2 separate regions of the Callithrix jacchus genome follow, and region 1 is linked to region 2. A link is a contact called in public Hi-C data. All regions are on one chromosome and are shown on one strand. The core of a region is the stretch at or near the end of the contact, and the rest is flanking DNA. Distances in the headings are between cores, read along the strand shown. Region 1 has its middle 63 kb from the start of FOXO6. Region 2 holds the start of FOXO6 (forkhead box O6).

The links. A called contact is a pair of places that touch in the nucleus more often than the background predicts.
Region 1: a contact with region 2 is called in a Hi-C map of skeletal muscle, with 2.5 times the contacts expected there. The contact joins the enhancer-like site here to the promoter of FOXO6 in region 2. A contact is called at or near these places in 2 of 3 Hi-C or Micro-C datasets (both in skeletal muscle).

The regions. Positions count from the first base shown.
Region 1 is chr7:77,976,933-77,983,767 of calJac240_pri, forward strand. No RefSeq gene overlaps it. Among named protein-coding and RNA genes, the nearest start is that of FOXO6, 63 kb to the left of the region's middle. Within about 2 kb of position 1,704, at least 3 of the 16 cell types and tissues checked have an H3K27ac peak or open chromatin away from gene starts, as enhancers often do. A contact at or near this core is called in skeletal muscle, where this site is marked.
Region 2 is chr7:77,914,353-77,921,090 of calJac240_pri, forward strand. It overlaps FOXO6 (forkhead box O6), which reads left to right and starts at 3,134. Exons shown (of 2, transcript XM_017974605.4): 1 at 3,134-4,044. The coding sequence starts at 3,631.

The DNA.
Region 1 (6,835 bases), core at 454-2,953, 61 kb after region 2:
TCCTTCTGGAAGGCGAAGGCTTGTCTTTGCCCTCTCGGCAGGCTCTAGCTGGCATTGCCCTCCTCCCTCAGGAGTGGTTTTCCCGGGGTGAGTTGGGAGGCCTTGATGCACTTGGCTGCATCATAGTGCCCTCTGGTGGCAAACAGAAGAAACTGCTGCCACATTTTGCTCCGCCCTCTTGTCCTGGGCGGATGTGGACTCCAGGACCTTGCTGAGTGACTGTGCCCTTCGAATGCCAGTAGGAGCTGCACGCTACTGAGCACAAGGTGAGTGCCAGGCTTCCATGCACCGCAGGTACTTCTATGCACTCTCTTATTTCGCCATCACCTGCCCCACCATTACCTCCATCTGTCAGACGGGAAAGTTGAGACCCAGGGTTTTAACCCAGGCAGTCGGCTCCACAGCCAGCGCTCTTGACACCACACTTGGAATTCTGCCTCTAAAAGGCCTCCAGCAGATGCTACAATCCCGCCATCAGTGATGAGCCATTCTTTGGGGCTACTTATTTGTCTAAATATTTATTTACAACTGCTATTATCAGAGCCAAAGGAGCTCACAGAATCCACTTAGCCTGATTGTGTCATTTTACACATGGGGAAACTGAGGCCCAGAGAAGGTGAGTGACTGGCCCATGGTCACACGTGTGAGTATGAGGGTGTATGGTAGGGCTAATGGGTGGCAGTGCAATTGTCAAACCCAGCATGGTGAGGCAGTGAGATGGGCACAGGAGACAAAACACTACCGGTGCCGTGCTCTGGGGTGAGGGAGGCCACAGTGGGTAGGAGCTGGGGGCCACCCAATCCTAAGTGGGAAGGCCGCTGGAGGAAATGCACCGGGCAAGGGTGGGCGTGAGCTTGGATATGGGTGTGGCTGGGGTCAGTGGGTGTGTCTGAGCTGTGTGCAGGTCAGGGCTGAGGGAGGAAGGGGAAGGGAAGTGTCTAGGAGCCAGTGGGAGCTACTGGAGGGGGCCGCAGGCTTCCCAGCACCTGCCTGGTGCCAGACAATGTAAGGAACAGGACAGCCTGTCTTCAGAGAGCCTGCATTCCAGGTGCTGAACGCACAGATCACTCCAGAAACAGGCCTCTCACATCCATCCATGGTGACGGACTCAGAACAGTGCAGGAGGCAAGGCAGGGAGACTTGATGGGAGCTCTGTGGGGTGAGGGAAAAGGTCTAGAGCTTAGCCCGGGGGAAGTGACACAGAGGGTTCACAGGTAGAAACACATCGAGCTGTCCAGGCGGGATGGCTCACGCCTGTAATCCCAGCACTTTGGGAGGCTGAGGTGGGCAGATCATGAAGTTGGGAGTTTGAGACCAGCGTGACCAACATGGAGAAACCCCGTCTCTACTAAAAATACAAAAAGTAGCCAGGCGTGGGGGCACATGACTGTAATCCCAGCTACTTGGGAGGCTGAGGCAGGAGAATTGCTTGAACCAGGGAGGCAGAGGCTGCAGTGAGCCGAGATCGAGCCACTGCACTCCAGCCTGGGTGACAGGGCAAGACCCCACCTTAAAAAAAATACATCGAGCTGTTCACTTCAAAATAGTGCCCTTTACTCTATGCAAGTATGCAAGTCTGACCTCAACTGAAAAAGCAGAAAACAAAAAAACTAGCCTTAAGCCTTGGGTAGGAGGGAAAGTGGGAATGGCCAGTAGTTGTGGCCTGGGTGGAGAGGACCTGGACAGAGAGGTGGTGGCAGAGAATTCTATGGAAAGTTTGCTGGTGGGAGTGAAAGCTAGAACCCAGCTCTAGGCTTCTGAGGAGACTGCAAATATCTAGGGAGGCTCAGGGATCCTGGGGCATCCTCTTTCTGGAAGAGCTTCCCCCGGCAGAAGGGGCAAGAAACCCTCTGAGGGCATGGACCTGGGATTCTTGTCAAATCTCCAGGTGCCTGGGTCCACAGTCCACTCCTCTACTGGAGATGAAAGGGATCCCTTAGATCTACATTTTCACACATTTCCAGGGCGATTCTGACACTGTCAGCTGTAAACCAGTGTTAGGAAATCACAGCCAGAGGTTCGTTCCTTCCAGCCCCGGCTTCTGTGAATCCAGATTCTGAAGTTTCCTGCTTGGAAAGTCCTTTTCCAATTCGGCCAATTCCAGGCTAGGCCAGCACTGCCACAGCTGGCTGTGGGGACGCTGAGTCCCAGGGAGGGGGGGGTGACATGCCCATGACCTCACAGCCAGCTTGCAGCCAAAGCTGTAACCAGAACCCTGCCTAGGCTGCCAGGCCAGGTTCCCAGCCCCCTGCTTGGCCAACTTTGTCATGCCCAAGGAATTCCCAGCTGTCAGAGGCCTCGGGGAGAGATGGGCGGGGACCTCAGGTGACTTTGGGAGCCTGGCAGCTGTGGGTGCGTCCCATCCACCTTGCAGGTGCCCCAGGTCTCTGGGATTGGTTGGAGGCCACCTCAGGCTGTTGGCTGCTCAGGGCTCAGGCCTACCTCCTGTCCCCATGGCCCCAAACAGAGCTCCTGGGGGCACTTGGCTACCAGGGAAGGAGGCCAGAACCCTGGTTCTGGTCCTAGCAGGGGGAGGACCTGTTGAGTCCTGTCATGTGGGAGTGCCACTCCAAACCCCTACCTGCAGCACCTCATTGGGATGCTGGTGGCACAGCTGAGCCGGCAAGGTCACTGGAGAAGACAGAGAGGGTGAGGGCATCCACTGCCAGCCCGCACTGCCCCCACTGGCTCCTGTGAACTGTCAACCTCTGCCTAAGGCAGTTCCCTGCACCTGGCTTCACCTCTGCCGGAATGTCCCCTCTGCCAATGACAAACCTCCCTTCTGTTTTCTCTCCTCTTTCCCTTCTCTACCCCTCCCTCTTCCTTTTCTTGCCCGAGATAATGGGGCCCGGTTTATCCTGAGCCCTTTGGAGCCAGGCAGACTTGGTTTGAGCCCCAGCTCCTGCTCCTCCTGCTGCTTAGCTCTGTGACCTTGGGCAAGTTGCTAAGCCTCTCTGAGTCTCAGTTTACTTATCTGCAGAATGGGGGTAATAGATCCTATCTCACGAAGGGCTTGTGAGGACCTTTAAACTGTCTAACCTTGGTTGAGCTCTTACTCAGTGCCAGGCACTGTGTGTGTTTTACAGGAGTTATCCTCCTCATCTTACAACCAGGCTTGTTCCTGGTTGCTCAGCGGTGCATGTAGAGCCTGGCTTTCTGGATCCAAGAGCTGTGTTCTTTCCTAGGCAAGGGGGGCACTGAGGGAGCAGGCAGGGCCATGGGCAGGTCTGTGACCTCACCACATAGGGAGGTGGGCAAGGCTGGGCCTGGGTCACATGCGTGGAGAGGTTACAGTCCCGGGTGTGGGAGTCAGGTATCAGTCTCTGTCTGCAGAATGAGGAAAATTGTAATCATCCCTAGGTGTGATACCTGAGACTGGATCCAACTTCCTACACTCTCCCTTGTCCAAAGCAGGGACTCCTGAGTTCTGTCAGTGGAAGGGGAGCATGACTCTGTCTTGCAGAGGCAGTCATGCATAGCAAATGTTGGTGACTTTCACATTTTTCCTGTAACCACTATCACAAGTCCTGAGATGTTTGCCGAGGGATGAAAATGACTGCACACAGAATTTTAAGTCCTCACATAAGGACGGAACTTACCCCTCCAGAGTAATCCGCAGTAGCCCCATGTCCAGATGAAGAAACTGCTGCTCAGAGTGGGGCCCAGCTTTGCCCCCATCACACAGCCCAGGGGTGAGCGAGGTCCTGCCCCCTCCCCACAGGCCTCAGACGGAAGGCCAGCCTGGCTCTCTCCCCAACAGCCGCTGCCTTCATTAGCATTCCGAGGTGCACTGTCCAAGTTGCCATTACGTGGTTGGGTAGATTCACATTTGTAGGTTCTAATTCACCCTAATTGACCCTGCAGGGAATCTTCCAAACTCCTGGGTTTTTACAGCTTCTTGGAGTTTTATTTTGGCTTTTGAAAAATAGTGCATTTATGCCAAACACACAGGGCTATAAATCCATGCTGCTCTGATTGATAAAGTGTAAAAAGGCCAGCGTGCTGAGTCGCCAGACCTTGGGTGGCCTGTGTATGTGTGCGTGCGTGCCTGTGTGTATATGTTTGTGTATATGTGTGTGTGTGTATATGTGCGTGTCATAGCAACACATAGAAGCTGGCCTTCATCAAGCATTTCTGTGTTGAGCTCCGTGCTAAGCACTTCACCGGCATTAACACAATCCCCCAAGGTCTAGCTGCTTCTAATTGTCTGATCCAGCGCCCAGCTTGGCCAGGAATAAGAAGGTCAGGGCAGAGTCAGTGAGCTCATTTTGATTGTGGCAAGTCTGAGGTTCTTGTGGGACTGAGGGGAGGGAGCCTGATAAGCTCTGAGGTTTACCTGCTATTTCACTTCCAGCAAATCTGTTACGGTCTCGTGCCTCAGTATCCCTTCTGCAAAATGGGGATAATCAATCACAGTATCTACTTCACAGGGTTGTTGTTAGGCTGTCTGCCTCTTGGTGGGGGTGGGAAGGGAAAAGCACTTCCTGTATTTAGCAACAATGTGTTGAGTGACTCAGTAAGAACAGTTTTGGTGGACTATGAGGTGGACAGCAGCTGGCCTGGGAAGCAGACAGCAGGTGCAATGGCGACATTGGCCATAAAGGTAACCCTTGAATACATTTTGCTGGGAAGCGGGAAGAAAGATGGGTCCTGGTTGGAGCCAAGTGTGGGACTAAGAGAGAGTTGTTTTGTTTTTTGTTTTTTGGCTTGTTTGTGTTTTGAGATGGGGAGTCTTGTTCTGTCACCCAGGCTGGAGTGCAATGGTGTAATCTCAGCTCACTGCAACCTCTGTATCTGAATTCAAGTGATTCTTCTGCCTCAGCCACCCCTGTAGCTGGGATTACAGGCACCCACCACCACGCCCAGCTAATTTTTGTATTTTTAGTAGAGATGGGCTTTTACCATGTTGCCCAGGCTGGTCTCAATCTCCTGACCTCAGGTGGTCCGCCCACCTCAGCCTCCCAAAGTTCTGAGAGTGCCTCTGTCACCCATGCTGGGAGCCTTGATCTCCTGGGATCAAGCGATCCTCCTGCCTCAGCCTCCCGAGTAGCTGGGACTACAGGCAGCTGGGAATATAGGCATGTGCCACTGAGCCCGGCTCTTTTTGAAGTTTAACAGAGATGAAGTCTTGTTTTGTTGCCCAGGCTAGAGCATATTTCTTGATGCAGGGAAAGAGAAGGTGAAGAAGAGGGGTAGATGGGAGGAGGGAGGGGTGGAGTCCAGGGCTCAGGGCACAGATGGGTTCCTTGGGGAGGGCCAGTTGGTTTACCCGATGGTTGAGTCTTTGCAGAGTTTGGGGGAGGCTTTTGGGGGCTACAGAAAAGCCCCTTGGGGTTCAGGCTGGACAGGGAAGAAAGTGGCCCTAGGAGAAGGAAGGCGATGTGCTGAGGTCAGAGAGTGAAGGAGGGCCAATACGGGGAGGGAGTAAATATCGAGGGGCAGTTCCGGGTGAGGACACCCAGGCCACGGCATGGGTGGGGTTGGCTGGGAGAGGTTGCTGGTGATGAGGGAGAAGCAGAGGGTTGGCTGGGTTGTCAGGGGTCCTGGGAACTCTTAGGATGAAGGCAGGCATTGGTGGAGAAGGCTGGGCCAGGCCGCAGGTCCTGGGGAGTGTGGGGGTATGAAGGGAGGTGAGTGGAAGTGGGGGAGGTGGCTGAGGGAGGGGAAGAGGGAGGGTGGGGCTGAGGATGAAAGGTTCTTGCCCCAAAGTCGTGCCTGGCTATCCTGGCTTGCAGCTTGCTTGAAGGGTTTATGTTTTTGGCTTCTTGATGGGAATCTGGAAGTGGTGACAGAATTGTGTAATGGATCAGGATTCTGTATTCACAGGGCCCCAGTGGCCAGCACTGCCCTGGATGAGTCCCCTGCCGGGTGAAGTCTACACGGCTGGGCTATGTTGTCATTCACCTCTGCCCTCTCCAAGCAGGCGAGAAAACCCACGTTGGGTGAGCAGTTGGAGAGACGTGGCTAGGAGCTCCTTCCCGGAAGCAGTCTCCCAGAGATGTGGCATGGTGAGGGGAGTGTGGCTTCCCCAGCCAAAGACCTCCAACTGGAAGCTGTGTGGCCTCCAGCAAGTTCTCTCCTTCCTCCTCTGCAACCCAGAGGACAGTGGTGCTTCATGAGAGTGTCAGGTGCTGTGGCAGTGTGCTAGGAGCTTTCAATTCCTTCTTTTTGATCATTACTATGACTCGGTGCTGACCAGAGAGAGGCCTGGACTCTGTGGCGGAGGGGTCCCTGGAGGCGCCCAGGACCAGGCTTTTGTCCTTGCTCTAAGCACTTGGGTGCTGGTAACACCACAGGTTGATCCTGGCGCTTGCTCCAAAGCTCTGTGGCAGACAGAACCAGGGGCATCACTGGCGCCATGCCTACCAGCTGTGTGACCTCGGAGCTGTGTTCTTACCTGTAAAATACTGACTAATAATAATACCTCCTTCACTTCATTCATTCATGTGTGTACTCAGCAAACATTTCCTGAAGCCAGCAAGTGCTGCCATCAGATGAAGAGAGAAAGTGTGGCTAAGGGCTTGCCTGGGGCGCACAGAGGGAGTCTGCCCCCTCCCTCAACATTCAGCTCCAGCTCAGCCCAGCCCCTCAACCTCACCTGGAGCCCTCATGGCCACGGCTCCCCGCTGGGTGAAGCTCCGACGCCCTCTTGTGGCCGCGGCCCCTTTCCAGGCCACTTGGCGCCGAGGGATGGGAATCCCCAACGAGGGGTGGTCAGCGCAGGGGCAGCACTGGACCCTCTACCGGCCCCGCCCCCTGATTGTGCGGAAGTTTGCGGCACGTCTCAGGCCACACTGCGAGTTGGGGGTGGCGCTGGCCGCCAGCCTGGTGTCCT
Region 2 (6,738 bases), core at 1,884-4,383:
GAGGGGCTGGGAGCTGGGACTGGAGGAGGGGAAGTGACAGGGAGGAGACAGTTTCTCGAGGGCCAGGGTAGTGCCACTATAGCCCCAGGTGGGGGGGTGTCTGCCCATGGCAGTGTGCATTGAGAGAATTGCATGGTGTGTACTCCCCGCTGGGAGTGGGTGAGCCAGCCGAGGTATTGAGGCATTCACTGGGATTGTTTGAGTGTATGTGTACAAGTTTTGTGATCTAAGCACCAGCTGAGTGGGTAACGTGAACATCCATCTTCCTGTGGGCAAGCGCATGCGTGTGCACTGGAATGCGAGCATGTTCCAGGGTCCAGGAAGGTGCGAGTGAAGAAAATGTGGCTGCGTGTGGAAAAAGGAAAAAGGAGGAATGAAAGGGGAAGCAAGTGGGGGCTTGTTTGTGATCAGGAATGAATGTGGGTGTGGAAGGGAGGGTGGATGGGAGCTTGAGAGCCAACCTGGGGGAGGAGGGAAGGGTGGGAACTGGTGGTCAAGGGAACTGTAGGTAGAAACCATAGGTCTGTGTAATTCGGACACACGTATGAGGCACGTGGTGAGAGTGCTTGTGAGTGAGCCCATGTGTGAGAGCAGCTGTGAGTGTGTGCATGGTAAGAGCAGGTGGGACGGCATGAGATGGGCAAAGTAGGAAGGGGAGATGCGTATACACAACAGTAGCAATAAAAACAGCTAGCATTTACTGCCTGCTTATTCTGAGCCTGGTGCTCACATTCATAAACGTATTTAACTTTTCAAATATCCTGCGAAGGTATTGCTAATATGATAGTCATTTGTAGAGTAGGAAAGAGTGGCTTTGAGCAGTTATGTAACTTGCCCATGCTCTTAATCACTATGTTATACTGCCTCATAATGAATGTGTGAGCAGGGGCCAAGTTGTGAGTGAAGAAGCATGTGAGAGTGCACTATTGGGTATGAGTTTGAATGTGTGTGTGTGTGTGTGTGTGTGTGTGTGTGTGTGTGTAGGGCTGAGTGTACCAGACATGGGCCTCAGAGGAGAGTCCAGGTAGCAGCTGTGGACACTGGGCAGGGCAGGGGCCTGAGCAGAGCCCGAGTCAGCCTCTAGTGCATCCCTGCCAGCCTGGCTTCCCAGACCCATGGTGGCAGCCTGTGCCAGGGCCCCCAGCTAAAGATCCTCCCAACACTGGTCTGGCTTTCAGCAGGCCTCTGTCTCACAGCTCAGAGCTGGGTCGGGGCTGGAGACTGTGAAGAGGCTTGCTCAATCTCCAGGGTCCCTTAGGGGGCAGCCCCCAGTGTGGACTCCCCAGGCATGGAGGGCATCTGAGAGATGTGGTGGTGGAGGGGGATTCAGCAATGATTTCAGGCTCCTTGTGACTCTAAACAGAACCACCTGCAGGGTGTGTGTATGTATGGGGCGGGGGGGTTGTCAGCCAGCACTTCCCATGCCTACCCTTGCTTTGGGATGTGACTCAAGCAGATGTCACACCAGGCATCTGCAAGCAAGGCCTGCTCCCACCCTGGGGGATGAGGAGGGGGTCCTCCAGCCCCACTCCCACCCTCACCCTTGGCCCTGCTCCTCAGGTCCTAAACTGGAAGAAAGAAATTTTTGAGAAAGGAGGCCATCTCCCATGGCCTGGGCTCAGCCCTCCCACTGCCCAGAGATCTTTGCATCTCCAGGCTCCTCAGGAGCAAGGTACTGGCTGGTGAAGAAGTCAGGATCTGGAGATTCCAGTCCTGGCCATGCCACCTGGGCAAGTCACCTGCCCATTCTAGGGCTCAGTTTCTTGACTGGCAAAATAGGAATATTGTGCTAAAGGGGGACGAGGTGTTGCTGGCAGCTCAACAAGCGGTCTGGGCAAGCAGAGAACAGAGACAAGTGTTGGGAGTTGGGGGCTAGAGAAGGTGTCAGGGATAAGTTGACATTTGCACTGAGCTTTTAATAGTGGGAGAATCTCTGATGAGGGCCTTGCGGAGGGAAAATGGTGTCCTAGGCAGAGGGCATAAATACCCTGAGCAAAGGCCAGCAGGTGCAGTGGTGACTGGAAACCTAGCTCAGCAGCCTGTAGGATGAAGCCATGGACTGCCCAATCTCTCAGCTAGCCTCGCCCTTCTGAGCTCATGTGATGATCTGATTAGCATCTGACTCCTGACGAGTCTATGCAGTAGGGGACCTCATTTGTTTCAGTTGCTGCTCTCATTGTAGAGCCCTGGACAGTGCCTGGTGTGCCAAAGGAGGTCAATAAATATCCAGGAACTGAATGAGAAGGTTCCCTCCAAACACTATGAACTTCAGACAAGTGCTTGTTCCAACAACCGCGGTGAGGACCTCCCACAGACTCTACAACAGTGGTTTGCAAGTGCAGTCCCTCATGCATCACCCGGGAGCTGGTTAGAAATGCAAAGTCTGGGGCCCCAACACAGACCCGCCGAATCGGAAACTCTGGAGCTGGAGTCCAGTAATGTTAACAAGCTCTAGGGGATGATTCTGCTCCGCGTTAAACTTTGAGAACTGGAGCTCTCAAACTATGCCCACAGGCACCATGAAGAACACGTTTGCTGATGGAGGAGCGAGAGTTGTGGCAAAGCCTGGCCTAGGAACGCAGGTATTCTTGACCCATTCTTTTTCCCCAGCCCAGTCCAGGGCACAAAGAAGAGTAGAGAGTTCGATCATTCTCCCTCTCAGGTTCCTGGAACGGAGACTTGGGAACGTCAGGGGGTCTAGAAACAGAGGGCGGGCATTCCTCTCTGGAGTAGAAGGCGGGGCCAGTGCTCTGAGCCCCGCCCATCCCGTTGCCCCGGGAAACCCCAGGTTGTAACAATAACCGGTGACGCGCTTCTGGGAGGGAGCTTGTCGAGCCCATGGGCGGGACAGTCCAGCAACGGACCAATCGGAACGCTGATGCCCCGCCCCCTAGACCCCCCCCTCCGCGCCGAGCAGGGGGCGGGGTCGCGCCCGCCGCTCCGCCCCTGCTCCGTAGGCGGCGCTATTGCTTGCAGGGGCTGCGGCGGGGTCGCCCCGAGCTGGGAGCTCCGCGTCCGGTCTCCCAGCTCGAGGGCGGGGCACCTGGGCCTGTCGAGGGTTCCGCGGCAGCAAGCGGAAAGCCCCGCCCCCTCCCTCGCCGGGCCCGCCCCCTCCCCGTCCCCCGCCCATCCCGAGGCGCAGCCGGCGCTGAGCGCGGCGGGCGCGGGAGCTGGCGCTGGAGCCGGAGCGGCGGCGGCGGCAGCGGCATTCACGGGGCGGCGGCGCGGGCTCCGGCACCGGCTCGGGCTCCGGCATGGTGCAGTACGGCCTCGTCCCGGGAGAGCGGGGCCCGTGCGCAGGGCCGGCGCCTGGGGAGCGGCGGCAGCGGCGGTGGCTGTGGTGGCTGCAGGCGCAGGCAGGCAGCAGGTGCTAGAAGCCGGGCTGGGCGAGGTGTGTGTCCGCTGGGCTCCCGGGCCGCCGCCCCCTCACTGCCCGGGTCTTTCCCTCCCTTCGTGTTCCCCAGCGCGTCCAGCCCCCTACCTCCGCGCCTCGGCCCATGGCGCCCCGCGGCTGAGACAGCGCCGCCAGAGACCCCTCCCGCGGGCCTCCCCGGGGCGTGCAGATCCCGGAGCCGCCCTCCCACCCTCTGCAGAGCCTCCCTCCCCTCCTCGCCCGAGCCGGGCGGGACCATGGCTGCGAAGCTGCGAGCGCATCAGGTGGACGTGGACCCGGACTTCGCGCCGCAGAGCCGGCCGCGCTCGTGTACCTGGCCCCTGCCGCAGCCCGACTTGGCTGGCGACGAGGACGGAGCGCTGGGCGCAGGGGTGGCCGAGGGCGCGGAGGACTGCGGGCCGGAGCGCCGGGCGACTGCCCCGGCGATGGCCCCAGCGCCGCCACTGGGCGCGGAGGTCGGACCGCTGCGCAAAGCGAAGAGCTCCAGGCGGAACGCGTGGGGGAACCTGTCCTACGCCGACCTCATCACCAAAGCCATCGAGAGTGCCCCGGACAAGCGGCTCACGCTCTCGCAGATCTACGACTGGATGGTCCGTTACGTGCCCTACTTCAAGGATAAAGGCGACAGCAACAGCTCGGCCGGCTGGAAGGTGGGGGCGTCCGGCTGGGGAGGGGGCTGGGGACGCCGACTGGGGCTTCCAGGGGCTGCTAGGTGCGCTGGGCTCCAGGCGGGCTGTCAGGAGGAGGGCTCTTTGGCACCCCCAGGGGTCACAGAGTGTGCGCCCAGGGCGTGGGGCCGGCCAGCGGACAGGCGGGGGCGTACTGGGAGCAGCTGTGTGCGTGATCTCTTGCAGGGTGGGATGCCGGGTGGGAGGTCTGGTGGGGTGACAAGGGACTGTCGCTTTGAGGCGTCCCCAAGGAACGTCCCCACCCTGTCCTTGGGGGCATAGCAGAGAAACCCATTCCCAGGCCGTGGACATTGGGGAACTTCCCCCTCCTCCCCCTAGTCTGCTTTGTGTGACTCTTGTTTTACCCTTTCCTCCGTGGCACCCTTCTTAGAGCGCTGGAATAATGACTTGGAGCCAATGTCGGCTTTCCCTCCCAAATCTCTATCATTGCCCTTCCTGGAGCTGTCCCCAGGGTGAGGAGTGTGACCATGGGCCCATAGTTCTTCTCGTGGTGCCAGAGTTCACCCTAGAGCACTAACCAGCCTGGGGTGAGGAACTCGGCAGGTGACCTGAGATCTGAGTTCTCCATGGGGTGGCTGCTGCCCCCCCTTACCTAGATCAGGATGAGGGTGACTGGTGATGACCCCTGCTGGTGTGAGGACAGGGTATTGAGAGCTGGAGATTTGTCTGTGCCCACCCAGGTTGCTTTTTTCCACTTCCCTGACTGTCTCAGCCCAGATGCATTTAGGGCCTGGGGGAGGGGCAGGGGTACCCCAGGGAGGCCTCAGTGCCAGCCAGTGAAAGGGGGGAGCCATCTTAGGAGGGGACAGGGGCTTGCTTGTATTGTGGCCTCTGGACCCAGCTACTCCCCTGGCCATCTTGTTGGAGAGTGGTGATAGTCTATGCCTTTGGGGGAGAGGAGGCTGGAGGGGTGCCTGTGCCTAGGAGGTGAGCTGTCAGCCTCCCTGTGGGAGGGGTGGCCTCTTGTGAGGGATATAAAGGGAGGGGGCTGTGCCCTGTGGTGCCTCCATGCTGGGTCAGAGGAAGGAGGTGTGCCAGTGGAGGAGGGGAGACTTGTGGGCCTGAACAGCTCTAGATGCCCAGGGGCAGCATTGTAGAGCCAGGGTGTCCTGCTCTGCGAGCCCATAGCTCTCAGGGTTAGTGCTGGCAGCTTCTGTCCCTCACCAGCCATGATGGGGCAGAAACACAGATGGGAGGAGCAGTCCAGGGTCTTTTTCCACGTCCCCCCCCCATCCGCTTGGGCTAAACCCCCATCAGAACACATTTCTCCCAAGTGTGTCCTGTGCTTGGGAATCACTCCCACCTCCTTGCTCCCCATGTCCTGACCTACTCCTCCCTGTAGATATGTTCACTGTCCTTAAGAGTAGAGAGTTCAGATGCCTCTTCCAGGAAGACTTCCCTAACCCTTTTTAGCTAGCTTAGGACTCCCCCTTCTCTGGCCCTCTCCCTGCTGGTAGCGAGTTTTAGTCATTTGTGTTCTGTCTCATTTCCCCTCTCCACCCTGTTTTTGGAAGACAGTGGCAGTGTCAGAGCTATGCTGTGCTCACAGCACCCAGCATACAGTCTTGACACCAAGAAGCCACCTGTGTGTGTCTAGTGGGAAACTGAGTGCAGGATGCTGAGGCAGAGAGGGCTGGGAGGGCTTCTTGCAGGAGGTGTAGCTCCATCTGGGCTTGCTGAATCAGGCAGGATGGGGAAAGATGGGGAGAGGGGACGTGACACTGGAAGTCAGGGGAGAAATATAGTTCATCGAAGGTCTTGGGGCCAAGCTCTGAGAGAGGCACCTTCACACATCTTCCTTTAGTGCTCTCAGCAGTACCTGAGGTGATTTTACTGTGATCATTTACAAGGAAGGCACTGAGGTCTGTATTTAGGCATGAACTGGTCGCACAGTTAGTAGATGGGAAAGCTGGAATCCAACCTATGTGTGTCTACCTCCAGGGTCCCCAAGCACCTCTGGAACAGTGTCCTGCTGGCAGCTGGGGGTGGGAGGGGCACATGGAAGGCTTTTGAATATGGGCAAGTATAAATCCTAAACCGTGACTGAGAATGTGCTTGGAGATAGTTTAGTCCCATGAGTTCATTTCTCAGACGGTGAGACTGAGGGGATAGGAGTCTTGCCAGGGCATCAACTGGCAGCAGGCCCTGGATGAGGGCCCAGGCCGCCCGCCTGCCCATTGGATGCAGTTTCCACTGCACCACACCGCTAGGGACACGCCGATTCTCCCTGCGCCTGGGCTCCCAGTCACAGGCTGGGCATTGGAGAGGGAGCCTCAGGCTTGGGCTCCTTACCTAGGTTTTGGCAGAGACCACTCAGGCACTGGAAAGGGACCTGCCCCATGCTGTCCCCTTCCACCTCACCCTCTACCCTGCTCCCCAGGGAGCCAGCCTCCTTCCCTGATTATTCCTGGAGCTTCCTGCACTGTACCCCTTCCCCATTCTCAGTCATTTCCTCCAGGGGCCTGGTAAAAGAGCTATCCCAACTCCCATTCAGGCACAGGTTGACACACAGAACACATCAGGTGTCAGGTCTGGGGTACCAGACCTCTCCTCATTCTCCTGCCCTACAAACATATTGCACTTGGATCCCTGGGGTGTACCAACCCTGTGTTAGATGGGGTGGGGGACTAAAGGAGAAGGCATTGATTGGATCTA